Regions from separate parts of the Oryzias latipes genome. Here region 1 is linked to region 2. The links are chromatin contacts, called in public Hi-C maps. All regions are on one chromosome and are shown on one strand. Each heading gives the region's core, a stretch centred on a gene start, on an enhancer-like site or on the middle of the called end of the contact. The rest is flanking DNA. Distances are from core to core; before and after follow the strand shown. Region 1 holds the start of insl5 (insulin-like peptide INSL5). Region 2 overlaps pde4b (cAMP-specific 3',5'-cyclic phosphodiesterase 4B).

Evidence for each region. Hi-C and Micro-C count contacts between places; a contact is called where the count stands out from the background.
Region 1: a Hi-C map of embryo shows a contact between it and region 2, with 2.7 times the contacts expected there. The contact joins the promoter of insl5 here to the enhancer-like site in region 2. A contact is called at or near these places in 4 of 5 Hi-C or Micro-C datasets (embryo, fibroblasts and gastrula embryo).

The regions. Positions count from the first base shown.
Region 1 is chr4:15,588,204-15,591,784 of ASM223467v1, reverse strand. insl5 (insulin-like peptide INSL5) reads left to right here and starts at 1,265. Exons shown (of 2, transcript XM_004068013.4): 1 at 1,265-1,539; 2 at 2,428-2,842. The coding sequence starts at 1,368. The coding sequence ends at 2,579.
Region 2 is chr4:15,449,144-15,453,255 of ASM223467v1, reverse strand. The region is part of intron 3 of pde4b (cAMP-specific 3',5'-cyclic phosphodiesterase 4B); the gene reads right to left. Among protein-coding and RNA genes, the nearest start is that of sgip1, 82 kb to the left of the region's middle. Within about 2 kb of position 2,150, at least 1 of the 8 cell types and tissues checked has an H3K27ac peak or open chromatin away from gene starts, as enhancers often do. A contact at or near this core is called in embryo, where this site is marked.

The DNA.
Region 1 (3,581 bases), core at 16-2,515, 140 kb before region 2:
TAATAACATTTTTTAGTTTACATCTTAAAGTAAGATCAAGGATCATAGAACAATCTTAAGTTTTCGTAAAATCTCCCCAAAATATTTTACAAAACAAAAATGATCTTGTTTTATGTACTCCACCTTTTGACTTCTGTTTTAAAGTTTGGAGAAACTGCCAAGATGCAAAACACAACAGTTTGAAAAATGCACTAAAGTCACAGCCAAATGACCTTTGGTAGTCCTTTAGTTTTTTTTTTTTTTTACTTTTAACCATTTAGTGTTGTTTTTCACACTGTATTCAAATGCAACATGTTGTCAACAGCAGTAGAAAACAAGATGGGGGAAGCAGATGAATGTAAAAACACGATCCAACTGAATTTTTTTTTTTTGCATTACTCAATGCTATATTCTAATCATTAATATCCAATTTTTCTTGTCTAACAGGAGATCCATCCAGGAAGTAGACTGATAAACAAAGTGAAGAGATATTTCAAACAGACTGAAAGAAAATTGTTTTTAAGTTGTTTGCAGACAATGCAGTTTGATGTTCTTTAATTGTCCTTTACTTTGCCGATAAAATGCACGGAATATTTTTTAATCAATTCACAAACTTCACTGAAAAATTAAAAAAACAAACAAAAAAAAACACATCTGTATGTTGTGCATAGTGTTTTTCTGGCGTACTCTCATCATTTTAAGATTTTCAGAGAACCAACTTGTTTCCTGTTAACTCAGGGACACCCTTACAATGTTTGCAGCTCAATTTCACCGACCTAAATGAGATATATGATGGAACCTAAATGCCTCACAGAGGATGTTTCTGGCCCATCAGCAGCTTGTAATGACCTCATGATGTACTGTCAACATTGACTCTTTTTCTCTCTCCCATGAACCAAACTGCTGTTATGGGAAAGCCAACTGGGCCATCAGTGTTGTAAACACGCAAAACATCTGTCCGACTTCAGGTGGAATCATTTTACATCTCTTAATTATCCATGCACTGCAATCAAGCCCTGAAATCTTGTAATCAGGGGGAGGCTGCGGAGGCCGCGCCTCATGTAATATGATTGCGAGCTTATGGCTTGTAAAAGGCTTGTGGTCGTAACTCTGTTTAAGTAGGCAGACAAGGTTGATAGGGGAGATGACCGGAAGCAAAAAACAGCAATATGCACCAGTGTGTTTGTGTGTCACTGGGATAGGCATAAAGTCACTTAAGTTGAGGAGGGGAGGGCTGATCAGCGGGGAGGAACTGAAAGTTTGGATGGTATATATGACGGGGAAATGCACACGCTTCCAATGATTGCAGCAGCCTGCAGAGGAGCAAAGTAACACAGAAGAGCTGCCGTGGGTTTGGACGACTCAGAGCAGACGGACAGGTATTCAGCATGCGCGCCCTGGTGGTTTTGCCTCTGGTTTTGTGTGTCTTGGTGTGTGTGGACCAGGGAAGAGCAGAGGTGAAGCCTGTGAAGCTGTGTGGCCGGGAGTTCCTGAGAGCTGTTGTCTACACCTGTGGAGGCTCCCGCTGGAGGAGATTCTTGACAGATCCAGACATGAATGGTGAGGATGATTTTCAGTGTTGCAACAGGAACCACAATATAAGAATGTTATGTTTTTTTTTCTTCTAACAATTCCATGTGTGGTTCAAAAATGTGAAAAAGACTAAATTAAGTGGACTTTTGAAAATATATTTAGGGTCGTGTTACTTCATGATAAAGATAAGATTTTTTTTTAATGTACCAAAGCGTTCAAATTAAATTTTTAATCTATAAAAAAAAGGTGAATAAAAAACAATTCAGATTCAGACAGACATTTTAACAATCCCTAAATTAAAATTTGCATCTGTTATTTACTTATTCATTTCAATTCATTTTTGAATTATTGTAATAGTTGAAATCATTAAAATGTTTGTCACTCTTAATCTTTTGAAACAGTATAATATTATCGTCTATTGTAAACTGAAAATAGTGTACCCAACCATACTTCTGTTTGTTTCTCTGTCTGATGACCTGTGATTTTATAAAGCTAATTTTTGTGTGCAGGAGGAAAGTTCCGGCTCCAATAGTTTCATTATTAAAGTGGATGTCACATAGTATTGAATAAATTCTTTAAGCAGCTGGTCCTTGTTCTATTTTCAGTCAGACAATTTCCGTTAAAACATAAGCAACATCCATTAGAGAAACTTTTACCGCACAGTGCAAGATGTTAAACTCTTTAGTAATAAGTGTCATATAACCCAATCTAAACTTTATTGTTTTAACCTTGCATCCATAACTTATTGTAAAAAAAGGACAATATCTACTTTTGCAGCATTTTAACTCAATACTAACTGCGCACTAACAGTAACATTTACCAATATGACAAACCAACAGCAGCGACTGGCGTTTGAAGTGAAAAGTCAGTGGGGTCAGAGTCTCTTCTTAACCAGTGGGCCTTTTTGTTCCTCAGGTATTCCTGCTGCTGAGCAGAACAGCTTGGACAGCTTCAGCAGCTCGGGCTCCGAGCTCCGGGATTGGACAAAACGGGACAACAACGGCTTCCTGACTATGATGTGCTGTCAGGTGGGCTGCAGCAAAAGGGATCTCACTTACCTCTGCTGAGGTTGACTCCTTCGATTTTGATTCTGGTCCTTGGAGAGGTCCAAAAGACTAAAGAAATGAATCTGGGGAAAACCAAACCTCAATAAATGTGTGATCACTTATAAGTTTGAACATGTAACTGTGAATGTATCTGATTAATGTGTGCAACACTGTGTATAGTACTGGAATAGCAAATAGTCGTAAAATCAGATTTAGATTTTTCATAAACACTTGAATTGTTTTCTGTTATTTCACAATTGTTCAGTAAATTCTCTTGCACACAATTCACAATCTTCTGTGGTGATTTTACTTGGAGATTTTATCCTGTGAAAGAAAGTATTGACAGAAATAGAAAAAACAGAGATTGCCCATAGGGGAAATAGGCTTTTCTCTGTTTTTTTTATGCACAACAATCCAAATGCTCCACAACATCCTACTTTTCCTGCTTTTTCTTAATATTTGTGCTGTTTTGGTTTTAAAAAAAAGCAACAACCACAACTAAAAAAATATATAAATATAAACATCTGAATGGAATCAAGGCACGAAACTGCAAAATTGTTCTTAAGCAAGATAAAAAGGCTTGAAAATCCACAGTGATGTGAACAATGGGTGCCATCCTGTAACAGACTCATTGAACATTGTCCCACAAGGAACACTTCTGATCTCGCAAGACGGGTTCAGTCTGGCCTTTAAAAAATTAAAATCGTCTCTTTGGGTTGACAAGAGAACTTTAATTATATCATTTAAAAATTAGGATTTAACATCTCTGAAGACTTTGCTTACTGCAAATGCCACCTGCTTTCCTGTACAGATGACAAAGGTTTCTGGTAACTAGATGCAGAGATGTTAAAAATAACTGCTTTCTTACCAATAAACCAATAAAATGTCTAATTTAGTCAACATATCTGTTCATTTTTATATAAAAAATATGCTTTCTGTTAGCTTACTAGTATTTAACTAGATACTGGAAAAAAATGAGAAAAACCACCATGACTACACATACATTTTTCATTTATAAAGAAA
Region 2 (4,112 bases), core at 901-3,400:
GCCCACCCCCCACATCCCGTCATCCATCTCATATTGTGGATGCATCTGAATAGAGCAGAGCAGGGAGCTTGTGATTGTAGGTTTGACCTCACACCTTCAAGTTTTTCCAATGTCATTTTTACATCTGATCCTGATTCACAAAGATTTAAATAAAGAAATACTTGGAATTGCACTTTTAAGCTTAATTTTCTATATCTACCATAAGATAGATGCCACAAGAACATGTTAAAAACACTGAAAACGTGGATTTCATCTGAGTGGATCTTTAATCACTGATGGGAATCATTTAGGATGAGGCTCCAATATTCAGTGAAAAATGAATAAATGAAAACACTTAACCCCCTATGGAGTACCCTTAGAAACAAAAACTTAAGCAGGTGTGTGTTACTTTTTGGTGGGCATCATTTGTAACTATGATTGGGGAAAGCCACTATTTTTTACCACTTCTTTGCAAGACAGCTCAGCTCTAGAGACATATAGATATACAAAAGAGAGTTTAAACAGTAGCAAAATAAACTATTTTACTTAAAAATATAATGTGCTTTAGCTGAACCCCATGATGACAAATCTGTTTCTTAAATCTGCTTTGATTTTATAAGATATTAATGTAGCCCTTTGGTAAATGTGTTCACAGTATGGACGACACAAAGATACCTCAAGACCTGCTAAAACAGAGACATTTGCACTTTTATTAACTGAACACAATGTAAGCAGTTTTAACAGTAAAAGCTGCAGTTTTTTGTCTGTAATAACATCTTCTAAATGCTATAGGGCCATTTTTTATCCTTTTTAACAAGATAATGGGATGACGCACTGGAACAATGCTTTATACATTGTAGAATAGCAAGATTTAAACTCTTGCTGCTCCCCCGAAGTGCATGCAAACTGTACTATATTCTGTTGATTAAATGCTTGGCTGCTTTGCCCTGAGGTTTGTTTACCACTTTGTGTAACGTTTGCATGCAGAGAGCTGGTTCTACATCCAGGGTCAGATATCCCACAATTCTTCACATTTCACCTGGCATGGCTTTCAATTTTGTTTGTATATCTCCCCAAATTACTTAGATAAAATTTACATTTAAAAAAGTATAGCATTTTTAAAATGGCTTTTTTAGTTTCTGATGGAAGAGACATGAAAGCTTTCATTTTCTAAGTGTTTTAAATATCTCTCAGGTTTCTTAGAAATGTGGACCAGTTTTGAGCATTAGCCTAACTATTTTTGTGTTAAAACAAAGATACTGCCTTATGTGGAATACGTGTTTTATTTTATCAGCAGCATCCGATCTGAAGATAATTTATTTATACGAACACAAATAAAGCTGACAATCCAAACACAGAAGCTAAAAACAGAAAATATCTCTTTATTATAAATATCTTCCACTCATTTTTATTAAACTTAACACATTTCTACCCAAAAAAATTGACTGCTTTTTAAATGCCATAGGACATTTAAAGAAAGCTTTCAATTTCCTTGTTAAAATGCATTTTTAAACAGTTATTTTCCATAAAGGAGGTAAATGTCTCTTTTTCCTTATCACTAGATGGCAGTGACGTCAGTTGTTAGCTCATTAAAGACACAATGAGATGAAAGCTAATTATGTCTGAATAAAAAAAAAGACCTTTGGACATTAAATGTCAAGAAGATCTGGAGACGCAACTTTTTTTTTTCTGCAGCACAGTGATAACTCTGAAATGTGTTTTTAAAACCAACAGTTTCTAAACCAACAGTAATTCTATACGTTCAGATGATTAAACTCAAACTCAAATTTTATTTATTTATATAGCGCCTTTCATTTCAGTTAAAAACACAAAGCGCTTAACATGAAAGCAGATACAACAGTCATAAAAAATGAAAATTATTAAAAACAGAAAACAAAAGACAATCACATAAAGATGGGACCCCTCCCTCACCACCCCCCATCCCACCCACCCAGTTACCCCAGTAGAACCCTGAACAGAAACAAAGAACTGCAGCTAAAAGGAGGCCTGGTACTGCTGTTAGGAAACGATATCATGGGGATCCATTTATTCCAAGGCCCAGCCGGACCACAGGGGTCACTGCCACAGCGCCCGCCCGACACAGAGCAGCCTAGGGCCCACTCCATGGCTATTAGACCACAGAGCGGGACCCCAGCCCGCCCAACGAGAACGGGCACAGCAGCAACAGCACCCCCTACAGGTTAAGATGGTGGTGCCCTAGAACAATGGATTCCCAAGAGGAAACACTGGAGTAAAAAACAACCAGTTTAACCAGTTTGACAAACTTTTCTTGAAACAAAACAAAGACAGACCTGTGGAATAAAGATCGTGTTCTGTGGAACATGGTGTCCTCCTGCTTTGATGGATTAGAGCTTGTGGTGGGAAAACTAATCTCATGTATGTTTGATTTAGGTTCATGTACAGTGTCGTAAAACCCCCTCATCCTTGCTGGGGATGGAAGAAGATGAACACACACACAAAGCTGTCTAAAAATGTAACATTTAAACAAATACATTTAACCAAATACATTTAAACAATGATAATAATAAAAAACAATTTCCTTCATATTAAGACTGCAAAAGACAGCCCATAAGGTCACACTTAATTTTTTTTTCCAAAAAGGACAACAGTCAGCAAGATGGCAAAGCAGCATTTCTCTGTTAATGAATCCTTGAAAATCAATGTTTTCCATTCATCCATTTTCTAAACCGGTTTTCCCCCCTACGGGGCCACGGGGCTGCCAGAGCCTAACCCGGATATTGTTGGGTGAAGACAGGGTTCACCCTAGACAGGTTGTTAGTCTGTCGTAGGGCCACAATCATATAGGAACAATTTAGAGTCATCAATTTATCTGTGCAGCATGTATTTGGACTGTGGTAGGAAGCCAGAGTGCCCAGGGAAAACCCACGAAGAAGGGCCATGACCCGAACCGGACGCTAACCACTGTACCACCGTGCAGCCTTTAAATACATATCTATGTTTTCTAGTTGTTAAATGAATTTCAGGACACAGAACGAGTGAGTCATGCTTTAAAAGTTATTTCTATGGAAATCTTCTCATTTACCACAAAAATATTTAGTCAGCTAAGTCTTGCCTAGGGACCCCTTGGGAATTGAACTCTGGTTTCACATGCATCAGTTCTGCGTGCAGCCGACTGAGCTCTCCAGCTGCCTTAAACTTTAGACATCTTTTCATATTTTACCTTCAGTCATGTCATGCTGATCTTATAGAAATGACTGCAGAGATTTCAAAATCAGCTTGTAGCTGACCTGACTAATGCTCAGATTCAAAGCCAGAGATTGATGCACCTCGCTTGGCTAATGTGCAAGTTAACTATTTTTAACCCGTTACTTGCACCTGATGCAGCCAGGAGTAAACCCAGTGAGGTGTCAGAAAGCTAGTTTACAAATACTAGGAAAATAACTAGGAATGAATAGGAAAATTAAAACTTCTGTTGTCCCAAGTCTGACATTTTTTTCTTTTTTGTAATCTGTAGACAATGTTACAAGATGAAGATGTTACAAGACACAGAGATTCAGGTCATCTGTTGCATGACTGTTTAGGTCGGACAAAAAAGCAAAACGAGGTCTCTTCAGTTACTAAAACACTGTCCTATTTCCTTGCAAAGGACAAGTCCCCAGTAGTTTTAAAGAGGCAAAACACAGAGGAAACTAATAACATGGGGAAAAAAAGCAGCCACTGACTGAGAAAACACAAAAAAGAAGCCAATCCTAGATGAACCAAAGATGCACTGTAAACATTAATAACTTTAAGATGTATACCAAGAAAAAAACATTACAAGTATATTGTATTGTATGTTTTCTTATCAAAAAATAAGTCCCAGCAGTAAATTCAGAGGTTAGCTGACCAAAGTAACAATGGTTAACTGTCACATAAAAGACTAAAAAAGGAGCAACAGGATCCCCCTAGCAACTGAAAAACAAAACTGCATCTACTGCTATGAGATCTCAGAATGTTTGATGTTTTGTTTGCAATTATTGTGGTGTTGTTTTTCAAGCAGAGCCCAAAAAATCCAGACTATTAGGTTTATTTTTCCCCAATAAAGATAAGCATCTTAAATAATGCTTGAAAAAAAGAAACACGTTTATCTTGAGAATGTTTTTGTCCGACAA